2 separate regions of the Gossypium arboreum genome follow, and region 1 is linked to region 2. A link is a contact called in public Hi-C data. All regions are on one chromosome and are shown on one strand. The core of a region is the stretch at or near the end of the contact, and the rest is flanking DNA. Distances in the headings are between cores, read along the strand shown.

Region 1 (6,617 bases), core at 2,085-4,584, 180 kb after region 2:
TTTAAATAAAATCAAGGTAGAAGAACGAATAGAAAAACAAAGATGGAGAAATAGATTACTCACATGTTCATCAGGGACTTGAGCAATTTCAAGGAGCTGAATCACAGAAGAAAATGAAAGGGTGTTAATCAATTCTGATAACTGCAATAAGCCTCTTTGTTGCAGAAATCATACCAAGTTTTATTCAATAATCATAAGGAGATTAGAGTAGAACTCATACAATACAACTTGAAAATCTCATAAAAGAAGTTTTAGAAAGATATCAGATACACATTTGGTTGGTTTACCAAGTCATCATTGAAAAACATGTGAAACAATAATTATACTCCAAAACCTAAGGTGCTTATAAGAATGAGAGGGAGCATATCTTTAGAACCTCGGATACACTTCTGTTTAGAGAAAAAAAAAAAAAAAAGGAGGTTTGAAATATATAAATTCTAAAATCAAACAAGAGATCATTTCATACCTGAACTTTTCCTTCATAAGAAATAAGAGTACCACCCTTGACATCAGCTAGGGTTTTGGGTGTAACCTACATAAATAGAAGTAATATAGCAAAACCACAGAGCTAGGAAATCCATATAACATAGCTTACAGTTCGCTTTGTACCTCCATACAATATTCATTCTTGTTTTGGACCAAATGGTTTAAGATTTCTAGAGCAACCCGTCAAGGACTAAAACTGGCAGAAAAAAACTTGTATGTGTAACTAACAACTAGAAAGCAGAGTTCACTGAAAACCAGAATGAGGATACTCAAGTCAACAATAGCACCCAGATTGTCTGAGTTTGCAACGAAGACATACTCCTTGCCCTGTAATGAACGACGAAGCACAAATAAATTACCAAAACAAGGAACCTTTATAAATCAAAAGTTTTTTTTATATATTAAAAAAACCACACCAAATCGCAGCTACAACCTGTGATAAGAAAGCATCAAGCTTGCCACTGTTCATTAGAGATGGGAACACATCACCATGACCAGGAGGATACCTTCAGCCAGAAAAGTGTGTTTCGGTAAAAGTATTACCACCAAATAAGCAATTCAAAAATATCATCAAAATCTCCATGAATGCTTCTCAAACACAACCACTGCATGAAATGTAGATAACTAAAACAGTAGGAACATACAGATGTTGTAAAAGGAAACTATCCAAGTGAATGCAGATAGAACATTATAGAAGCTATAGGTATAATATTAGATGAACCAGTCCTATGACTTCAACAACCACTACATCCATAAAGAATCAAGTGAAAATGTTAACATAGAAGGAAACAATTCATCATTGAACAAAAATCTTAAACTTCATATAAAAATTACTGAACCTCTTCAACTGTCCTCTGAATAACTTATACTATAAGAGTAACGTACATCATTGGCATAAAATTCTTATAATCTTATAGCTCATTTTTAGAAAGTCTTATGGCTCAGATTAGAATGCCTTAAAATCTCTGAAACTCTAAATATTATGGCCACATGTATTCTCGTACTTTCTTGAATTAAAACTAAACAAACCTTTATGATACATCCATCCCTTGGGGAACCACTTCAAAGCTTCAAAGAATTACAATTTTCAGTTAAGCTACAAAGTTCAAAAGTAATGACAACTTTCTATGGTGATTCAAAGCTGATACTGAAGACATATAAAATTAAACCGACAGATAAAAGTAAAGAACTTCAGGTCATTTAACTTCCGATTCATCTTTAGCTACAAGTTACAGTTTACCCGTGCCAAGCTGGCACTTTCATTGCAACAGAATGACTAATTGACTACTAAAGTGAAAAGAAGTAAATAAGGAAGAAGTTTTACCATCCATCCTTGCCATGCTGGCCTTTGCTTGGTAATGGAGCAAAATCTTCAACAACCAGACGAGGATATTGGCTCTATGCAAATCCAGTACGGGGAGAAATCAGAGAAAAGATAATACAAGTAAAGGATATATCTCTCAAGTCTTAAAGTCTCGATTGAAACTGCAGAAGAAGCTGAAAATTGAAATCACCAACCTGATTGAAAGTATGAATCTCAATGTTTGAATTTGAGTACTTGTCGACAATCTGCAATGAAGAAGAGTTATATGAAGTTAAATTCCATGTTTAACAAAGGTAAAAATAAATCAGTAATCAGACATGTAACATAAAAGCGGGAACCTTCAATGTGTCATCATGGGTGTTGAATGAGTTCATCAGAACCAACGGAACATTACATCCGTATTTAGAATTAAGATTCTGAGCAAAATACCGATAAAAAAAATGTTAGCTTGATCTGATCATACAAAAACAAAAAGGAAAAAAAAGAAAGGAGAGGAAAGGAAATCAACAGCTTATGACCTCGATCTGAATAACAATTAGGTCAAGAAAAGTCAAGCCATTGCGAACTTCAATGACGGATCTGTGTTTTTTTTTGGAAAAAAGGAGAGGAAAAATCAGTTAGATGAATTTGTGCAGAATGAAAAACTATATAATAGAGTAAAAGTGAAGGATTAAGAAGCATACTTGGGACCAGTACATCCCATAGTGGTTCCAAGACCTCCATTAAGCTTTAAGACAACAAGTTTGTCCAAGAGCTTCTTGGTTTCAGCAGGATCTGCAATTAGATATAGGGAGAGATCAATCGAATCCAAAAGATACTTGATTTTGACCGGATAAAGTATAAGGTTAAGATCATTACCATCAGGAGAGGGAGACAAGGTGTCATAAGGAACAACCACTTCATCAGTTGGAGTCTGGATCTTACTCCACTCTATGTGCTGAGCTTCTCCACTTCAATCAAATGAAATTAACTTTCAGCATCAGGATCTGAATCTAACGGAAAACAAATAGAAGAGAACTGATTTGAAATAATAATACCTGAGATAGCGGGAGACAAGGTTGATGAATCCGTTTTTCTCATTTTCACTGAGACACAAATCAGAAACCACAGATTTGTTTACTATTACTCTCTGTTAATTCAGTAATCGCCACAATACTTAGTGAATAACGAAAGAAAAGAAGCAAACCTGATTTCAGAAAGAGCAGCGACGGCAGATTTGAGGTGTTCCAGCTTTTCCATTGGAAACAACTAGAAGAAGAACAAGAACAAGACTTTGATAGAATAATAGTATTAGGATCGATGAATCACAAAATCCAAGAAAACCAAATCGAAGCAAAGGAGAAAGGAATCTGAATTCACAACAGAGAAAGAATCTTACAAATGCGCTGCTGTGTGGTGTGCTGTTGTTTGTCACCTTCAAAACAAATTATCTAAGCTCGTCAAGTGAAATGAAAATATAACGCATATATACAAATTTATATCTAAACCATTTTTTTTCCCTTTACTTTTATATAAATTAATAAAAAAAATACAAAATGGAGTGCAATGGAATTAATAGCCTGACATGACATTTCTGTCTCTCTATAAATTTAATTTTTAATTGAATAAAAATATTAAATTGACATTTTATGCTTGTTTATTATTATTTTAATTAATTAATCACAAATTGGAAATATTAAAATAATTTAATTTTAAGCATGATATTAATTTTTATTTAATTAGTACTTATTTAAATAATTTAAATGTATAAAATACTCTATAAATAATGAACAAAATGACTGGAATTTTAATTAAATGGCAATGAAATGAAGCAGTTTTTTTAAATTATTTTATAACATGATTCAATTTAACCCTTTAAATATTGTTTTCAAAATTGCAAAGCGAAAGTTAAATTCAAAGTCCATAAAGGAAAGAAGGAAAATGGAGAGGTGTAATAAAAAGTCTTAAACTTGGTTTGTAAAAGAAGAATGAATAGTTTGAAAGAGAAAAGAGAAATTAGAGTTACTTCTGCTTGGGCTTCTAGAAAAGGAGAACTATGGACGAATACGAAGCCCACAGCAAAGTAAGAGATGAGAGGGGGTGGACTAAGGGGTGGCGCTCATCTCTACCAAAACGAGACACCTCACTCGCGGCATCTTTCTTTACCTTTTCATCCCTTGGTTTGGCATATTCCCTGATTATATTTCATGTAGGCAAAAAGGCTTATGAATCATGATATCACTACATAAATATTTTTATTATTAATTTTATATTTAAGACTAGATCTAGAAGTTTAAAATATGAATATGTTATGTTTAATAATAAATTATTTTTGAAAAAAACTCCAAAATGATTCCATTCCTTAATTTTTTTTTCCAAACCAGGGAATATTTTGGATTTATTGATGTAAATGGATTGCAGCCATCTAGCCAGTCCCTATCAGCCCGTGCCCAATTCCTGGCTTCGATCAAAGGCCAACAGGGTCAGGCCTTGAGCCAGACCAGGAATCCCTTGTCTTACGTACTCGAAGTCGACGTACTTAACACATCGACGTGGGTATCAACCTCCCGTGCGTTTGAGTGAAAGGGAGTGCCTTACCCAATTAAAATCAAACTTCAACATGTGATTCCCATCGCCTGCGGCTTGCCCAAATCGCTATGGATGAACCTTGATTGAAGTATTTACAAGGTCCAAATTAATTTTTCTATCATTAAATAAATTAATTTAATCTTTATATTATTTAAAAATAAAATTAATTCACAATATTTACTATATAAAAATGTTTTAAATTTTTTTTAATTACAGTTGAATTCTAAATAAAATGTTTTATTTACTAAACTATAAAAATTTTAAAAATATTAGCATAATTAAACAATAAATAATAATTTTAAATAGTAAAATATTAATTTAATACAATTGAATAGTAAAATTAACTCTATTCAAGTTTAATTTTATTTGATTTTTTAACAATAAAATATTAAATTTATCCATTTAATAGTAGATATACTAATTTGACGAGATTATATTTTTTATTGCAATTTCAGTTAATTAAATTCGAATAGAAAGATTTCTTATTAACGAATAATCAAATAAAATAAGGCAGGCTAATAAAATATATTTTTATTTCGCCTCGTTGTCCCTCCCCCCCTTTTGTCTTTTTGCGATTCTCGGACCCTTTTTTTCTCCTTTGGAGGATGATGCCTAGGATCTCTACAATTAGCTATCACTTCCTTGAAGACATCAACAGATATAACTCCCAAATTGAGCCTTTTAGGCTTCGTCGATTTATCATCTAAAAATAAATAATTTTCGTCCTTTTGGTTTAAACAAGACCAACTCCAGAAAAGAACCACGCATCAATATGTGCAGGTACTGATGTAGAAACAACGCAAATATGACCCCCTTTTTTTCTCTTTTAACTTTCGGATATTTAATAGAAAGGGGGTTACTATTCCTTAACGCATGCAAGCATTCATTACACAAGATGGAAAGTCCCTAATCAACGTCCATTAGTTCATATATGACTGGTAAGCGTACAAATTTAATCTTTCATTGCAATACATGTCTGCAGAACTAAAACATATAGTATGAGAAGAAACCATAAACAATAAAACTTGCTTGACCGGATGCCAGACCTTGTCTCTGCCAACTATGCCGAACAGCCGAAGTAACAGAGGCAATGACTACCTTGCCGTGTGCTCAACTTATTTTATCTATTTGACTGAATGTCAGAATATATTGACGAACGAACAGGGTATTCGTTCCTCTCTTTATTATTTCTTGCATGCATCATTCTCTTTTACCGGTCGGGAAGCAAATAATACTGTAAGTCTCTAGGAATATTATATTTGGTTTTGTCTAAATGACTGGACGGCTCCTTCTCCGCAAAACCTTTTTACCCTTTTTGATTTGTTGCGGCCTTTTATGTATGTATGTATGTATGAGACACACACATTAACAAGAAAAGACCCCATCTGTCAACATTCCTTTTGAAAATGCCATACAAACTAAAAAAGTGCCAATTCAGAAAAGCTATGCCATTAAAACAACCGGAGGATATCACAAAGCCCACTGCTGCTATTATATATTGCAAAAAATAAAAAAGATGTATCCAAATATTATACAATTGTCAAGTTAGGTCATAACAAAATTGAGTGTGAATCATAACTATACTATACAAACATGTGAAATATCAAAAAAATAAAACAGTAATTAAAAAAAACCTCCAATATACACAGAAAGTTTACTAGTGTGTTTAATCTAGAGCCTTGGGAAACCTTGGCAAGAATCAAAGATTCTAGATTGGCAAGTAGAAATGACCCTCACTAGCTGTCTCAAGGGACAAATGCTTGTGAAGCTTGCTGTAAGCCCATTAGTTTTTTGGTGGAAAGCTAACTAGTTTATCACAACCCATCGAACTACCAGGTACTCTCATTTTTTCCAGGCTATGTCGCTCAACATTGTACACACAATCCAGTGTTATAATACAATGGTTGCAATGAGGTCTTCAGTTCAAACTTAAGAGGTGCATGTTGGGATGAAAAAGACTTGAAAGACCTATGAGCGTTTCAAAAAGACGGTACCAAATTGTAAGCATGATGCTGTGCAACGCAGCGCGGGAAAATGAGGAATGAGAATACTTGATCGGTCAGCGGGTCGATACAATTTAGGAAAACAAAAACTGCTAGCGGCTTCAATGCCTGTGACGAGATTTAATAAGCAATGAATTAAGCATGATTTGAACAGCAGCTTCATAGATAGCTGTGTCATAATGCATGCCATCATAGGTACAATGCGCCCCACAATTCCAAGTCAAAGACTGGATGTC
Region 2 (5,789 bases), core at 1,851-4,350:
CTGTAAACTTTTCTGAGACAGACGGAGCTTCGAATATTCAATTGGTCGATCTCTTATATGCTGGATTCACAAAAAATAATAGGGCCAGAGCTCTGGAAAATGATGAAAATGAATCTGTCCAAGCTGTTCTTGGAGAGGGGTTTGCCAAGTTTCTTCTTCTCAGTGAGAAGTATCCAAGTATTCCTGCTTCATCTCATCCTTTGCTCTTATCCAAGCTGATTGGCTTGTATTTCAGTAATGAATCAAAGGACCTCCAGAGGTGGGCGGATCTGATTCAGTCTCTACTCTTGTCTATCTTTTACTTAAAACAATTCTTCTTTTCTACTTAATACGACAGCCATTACAACATTATTTTTCTGTCCTTTTTTTTTTTTACTAGATTGAAACAGTGTTTATCTGTTTTTTTCGAGCATTATGCTTCTCTCTCAGAAAATCACAAGGTATTTAGCATTAATTTCTGGATGATATGCATCTCTTGTCAATACAGACACGGAAGTAATATGTCCAGAGTTCTAGACTTGTTTGCTGATGACAAATAAATTTGATTTTGCAATAACAGAAGTGTCTGTCTAAGGCTTTCATTCCTGTCATGCGTTCTATGTGGCCTGGAATAGATGACAATCCTGGTGGTTCTTCTTATATGGTCTCCAACATGCGTAAGCGTGCCATACAAGCTTCAAGATTCATGCTACAGATGATGCAAACTCCCCTATATGCAAAGGGGACTGAAGCAGAGGATGATAATGGTTGTAATGGATCACCAGAAATCATAGATGGCCCTTCACAGCCTTCAGTAGAATGCGGAGAAGAGGGACTTGCAATACGCATAGCCACGGAGGTAATATCTCTATTGCTTCCAACTCAATTCTTCAGTTTTCCCAATTCAAATCTTAAATGTCATAATATCAATAATCAGATCCTAATTTCAAAATCGAGTAATACCTACACCACCCAGCTTTCCACAAACAGATAGATTAGAAATTCACTTAATAGCAAATCCCATCTGATAATTTATGTTTCTCCGTGGATGCAAAAAAAAGGGAAGTGTTTTATTGCTGCATTGAAAGCAATGAATTGCTTTGTGTAAGATGTTGGCCGTAATGGTTGGCATAACATTTGAGAAGAATAGTAATCTATGAACAAAATAATTTGTTACCTACTGTTTTGTTATTCTTCTATTTTCCCAAGGTGTTGAGGTTTCCCGCGAAGAAGACACCTGCAGAGAGGTCATATGTTGCCGCTCTTTGCAGAATACTTGCCTCTCTCCATTTCCGTTTATCAGAACAAGGACCAGTAAAGATAATGAGGAGACTTTTAAGTCGTGTGTGTGAATCTGTTTTAAGCGAGAAAGATATTCTAAAGGAGTTGAAGCTGATGGCTGAACGTCTTGAAGGACTAGATAGAAATCCAGATCAGGATTTGTCGGAAGATGAAGTTAAGTATATTTTCGGTAAGTATCTTACACTCACAGGAAAGATCATTATTTTTTTTTTTGATGTTGTGCTTTTCATGTCAAATAGAAATTTTCATTGTAAATATTATATAAAATCTGTCTGATCATATAGAAGGCATACTTTCATGTATGAAGAATGCTTTTCTGGAAACAACCTACAAAAATGTAAAATCTAATACCAATTTTGGTCTGTTATATTCGTTTTCCTTTTGGTTATTAGTATTTGTTGGGCTTGGAGAGTGTTTTTGGTCATTAACACCTAACTATGTTGTTTCCCAATATTTTTTTGCAGGAAAGTTGGAGCTGGAATTCAACTTGGATGTTGATGGTTCCACTGCAGTTCCACAAACCCCAGCGCCATGCTCAGCTAGACCTAATCGTTCAAGGAGACGAGTGAGACGTGAAGAAGTTAGTTCTGATGAAGAAAATTCACCTCCCTGTGTTAAGTCTGTGGTTCCTAGCAATGGTGGCACTATAGGTCCTCGCTCACAAAGGGCAAGCAAGACTGCAGCAATGACCAAGATAACAAGAAGTAAAGCTGTAAGGATAGAAGAAGGTTTTCATGAAGACGACGATGAAGATTCAGAAGTAACAGCTGAGGATTCTGATGAATCAGATGAGCTCACCGAATAAAGTCACGCCGCTTAGTTTGCATTACCTGAATCATCGTCATATATATACTGTGGTGCATATGTTTCAAGGTTTAGGTTGAGTTAAGCTAGATACGTAGAATGCAGTACTTATATTATATTTGTTGTATCCATGTGTATGATGTCCGTAACCCGTAAGTCGTTACATATATGATGTTGTTGTAAGCATTTTGGGTTAAGCTTTGTTTTGATATTGTTGTAACACAATTTGGGAAACGTTTGCTAGTCAAAGCCTATTCTCTTGAATCTTTCATGCATTTAAAAAGTTATAAATTTTTTATTAAAAAAATAACAATACCAACCTATTAAAATTAAATTTTTTAAAAATCATGATTAAATTTTAGAAATCTTATAACCATTAGAATAGAAAGAAATCTACTACTTAGATTTTGATATCATTTGTTCATAATTAATCAGCCCACAATAAATACATCTAGTGAAATTTTAAAATTTTCAAATATCAAAACCTCATATATATTGTGTATATTGATATACATTATTATTAAATATGAATCTGAGTTTAAAATTTCAGATATCAAAATCTCATACTCACCTTGTGAGTTTGAGACTTACCAAATTTAATTCAATTTTGATTCCATATCCTAATGTATTTTATTTGGTTTAATTTTTAATTCAAAATAATAAAAACAAATTTTAATTTTATTTAATTGATAAATATTTATGGTATAAAAATAAATATTTTATTTCAAATTAATGAAAATAGCACAAAAGGAATTGATAGAATCCGATTGAATCGATCAATCGCATCAATTGGATCGAGTATCGACTGGTTTATCAATTGAATTGATTGAATTACAATCTATTCTGAAATGTAATAAAAAAAATCAATTAGGTTGGTGAATTGAACAAACTTACTTATTTCTATACAGATAATAATATCAATAATATTCGAATTAACTTAGTCAATAATTTTATAATTTTTATTTTATTTTATAACTTTTAATAATTTATTTAAAGAACCAAACTAATTTAATAAAAGCTAGGAAATCAAAGCTGATAAAAAAAATTTGGTTTGATTATCTTTTCCAAAACCAAAATACTGTAAAATATGGAAAATGAAATTCCAAAATAGATATGAACCGAATCGTTAGAACAGTCAGAATTTCGAGTCCAGGTTGAGCTAGATCTCGACTGACACTACACTGAAATGATCATTTATTTCAGTTCTCTGATAAAACTACGTCGTTGGGTGTCTAGATCTGCCTCTCAATTTTCTTCTTCTTCTTCTTGCTGAACCTGTCCCTCCTCTCTCCCCTCTATTGACGCCTCCTCTTTCTGCCGTACTTCTACCGGCGGTGTCCGCCTCCCTCTCTTTCATTCTTTTCAACCCCCCCGCCTTCATTTGTTTTAATCCGACGCCGTTCCAGCATCCCTCCCTCTATTTCCTTGCAGATTCCTCTCGGTCTCGACATCGTATAGGTGAGCCTATTCTTTTTCTTGCTATTAATCTATAGAATTATATTCTCTTAGAACTTTGCTTCCTGTTCCAAGTAATTCATGTTTATCATTTGGACTGGCATAATGATTCTATATGATTTCTGGTCTCCATAATTTTGATTTCAATGAAAAACAAGATCAAATCAGTTGCATATTGATACTTAATTATTTATGGCGATATGTTTGCTTGCAGTAGAGGAATTGAGATCATCGAAATCTGACTTGGACTTGGATTCCTATTAAAGGGTGAAAATGCCGGATCAAATCCCATCTCCAGCCCCTAGATCCGCCACGGATCTCTTCTCCGACCCGCTCGACTCTCACCCGATGTGGTTCAAGCCCTCTCTCTTCCTTTCACCTGACTTCGACTCAGAATCCTACATTGCGGAGCTCCGAACCTTTGTCCCATTTGACACCCTCCGATCTGAGCTCCAGGCTCATCTCTCGTCTCTCAACCATGAACTAATTGATCTCATCAACCGTGATTACGCTGACTTTGTAAACCTCTCCACCAAACTGGTTGATGTGGACTCTGCGGTGCTTCGTATGCGTGCTCCGCTTCTTGAACTCCGTGACAAGATCCAAGGCTTTAGGGGAGCTGTTGAGGGTTCGCTTACTTCTTTGAAGAATGGACTGAGCCAAAGAGCAGAGGCTGCTGCTGCCAGAGAGGTGCTGGAGTTGCTGCTGGACACTTTTCATGTTGTTTCTAAGGTAATAGCAGTAGTATTATTATTGAGTCCCTTCCATTTCCATTTCCAAGAGTATTGGTTAAACAGACTCCTTTATTAGGTCGAAAAGCTTATAAAGGAGCTTCCTAGTGTATCTTCGGATTGGTCAAATGGGGATGTCAATTCAATGCAAAAGAGTAATGCTTTGAGCTCACAACATGTTGAGAATGGAACAACAAATCTCAGAGAGACCCAAAGCATGCTTCTGGAGAGAATTGCCAGTGAGATGAATCGCCTCAACTTTTATATTGCTCATGCACAGGTACCTCTTTTTCTTTTCAGTCACAAATTTTATGCCTTAGCCACCGAGAATTCCACATCTAATTATGTAATCCCCTTTTGGATTTGTTTTCTGAATTTACTTTCATATTTAGATAATAATGGCAATTCATTGCAAAGTAATTATTCTCTGGTTTGCTGTCTTATTGCTGGAAGATGTGCTTAAGACAGTTGACCATTAACTTTAGAATAAGCTTCTAAAGAATGTTGCACGAACTTATTGGTTTAGAGTCCAACATCCTCTCCCGATTCTTACATTTAGGAATTTGTTTGTACTATGTTAGTGTGGTCAATCATATCATCAAAATCACTTATCTAGAAAATCCAAAAACTTCGTAACATCACCATTAACATCATGCCAATAGTATTGCAAAACATTTAGCTCATACCATCAGGCCTTGGTGAAGAAGGATGCATTTGCATAAGAGCAGTGTGATCCTCCTCAACTATAAACTTATGTATCAAAAGCTTTACAAGCATTATGTCTATTATGTGCCTCATATCAGCTATAAACATAGTATTCATATCATAGTCTCATGACTTATGAGAATAGTTGACAATCAGTATAATTTTGCTTCGTGGTTACTGACAACAGGACAATTTTACTTAACTCTGTCTCATATGCATTATGGATATGTACCTTAGAGTGACATGAACAACCCCAGGTCAAAATCTTATTCTTTGGAAGTAGAAATTCATGGAATATCTGTTTTCTACATTATGCAAGTGCAGAGCCTGCCTTTTATTCAGAATATTGAAAAGAGGATTCAGAGTGCTAGCCAACTATTAAATGCAAGCTTGGGACACTGTTTTGTTGATGGGCTGGAACACAGGGATGTCAATGCAATTTATAATTGCTTACGTGCTTATGCTGCTGTTGATAACAATGGTAATGCAGAAGAAATTTTTCGCACGACCATCGTGGCTCCATTTATACAAAATGTTATCCCACATGGATCCTCTGGGGGAGTTGTTGCGGCATCTGGGGATGAACTTGAGAATGATTATCAGCAAATTAAGAAACATGTTAAGAATGATTTCAAATTCTTACTGGAAATTGCTTCTGCAGGTACATATCCCATATCAATTCTATTAATAGTGTACTTCATCTAGTTCATTGGTTCTTTACGACCAAGTTATATTGCATTTGGCGCTGGAAATAGGTTGGTTCCCTGAGAAGAATATATATGAACTTGGTGAATATAGGCTTCACAGTTCAAA

Evidence for each region. Hi-C and Micro-C count contacts between places; a contact is called where the count stands out from the background.
Region 1: a Hi-C map of leaf shows a contact between it and region 2, with 2.4 times the contacts expected there. The contact joins the promoter of LOC108466015 here to the promoter of LOC108453740 in region 2. A contact is called at or near these places in 2 of 5 Hi-C or Micro-C datasets (both in leaf).

Annotation. Positions count from the first base shown.
Region 1 is chr11:23,846,383-23,852,999 of ASM2569848v2, forward strand. LOC108466015 (UTP--glucose-1-phosphate uridylyltransferase) reads right to left here and starts at 3,335. Exons shown (of 22, transcript XM_017766389.2): 1 at 3,189-3,335; 2 at 2,997-3,081; 3 at 2,848-2,895; 4 at 2,669-2,760; 5 at 2,494-2,584; 6 at 2,329-2,389; 7 at 2,149-2,226; 8 at 2,005-2,055; 9 at 1,811-1,884; 10 at 920-992; 11 at 756-813; 12 at 610-656; 13 at 467-532; 14 at 64-96. The coding sequence starts at 3,049. LOC108466005 (protein ALTERED XYLOGLUCAN 9-like) reads right to left here. Exons shown (of 1, transcript XM_017766379.2): 1 at 5,954-6,617. The coding sequence ends at 6,483.
Region 2 is chr11:23,665,902-23,671,690 of ASM2569848v2, forward strand. LOC108453740 (conserved oligomeric Golgi complex subunit 2) reads left to right here and starts at 3,101. Exons shown (of 14, transcript XM_017752022.2): 1 at 3,101-3,543; 2 at 3,755-4,272; 3 at 4,351-4,551; 4 at 5,301-5,637. The coding sequence starts at 3,814. It overlaps LOC108450035, which reads left to right. Exons shown (of 12, transcript XM_017747462.2): 8 at 1-259; 9 at 380-440; 10 at 560-838; 11 at 1,189-1,450; 12 at 1,746-2,349. The coding sequence ends at 2,086.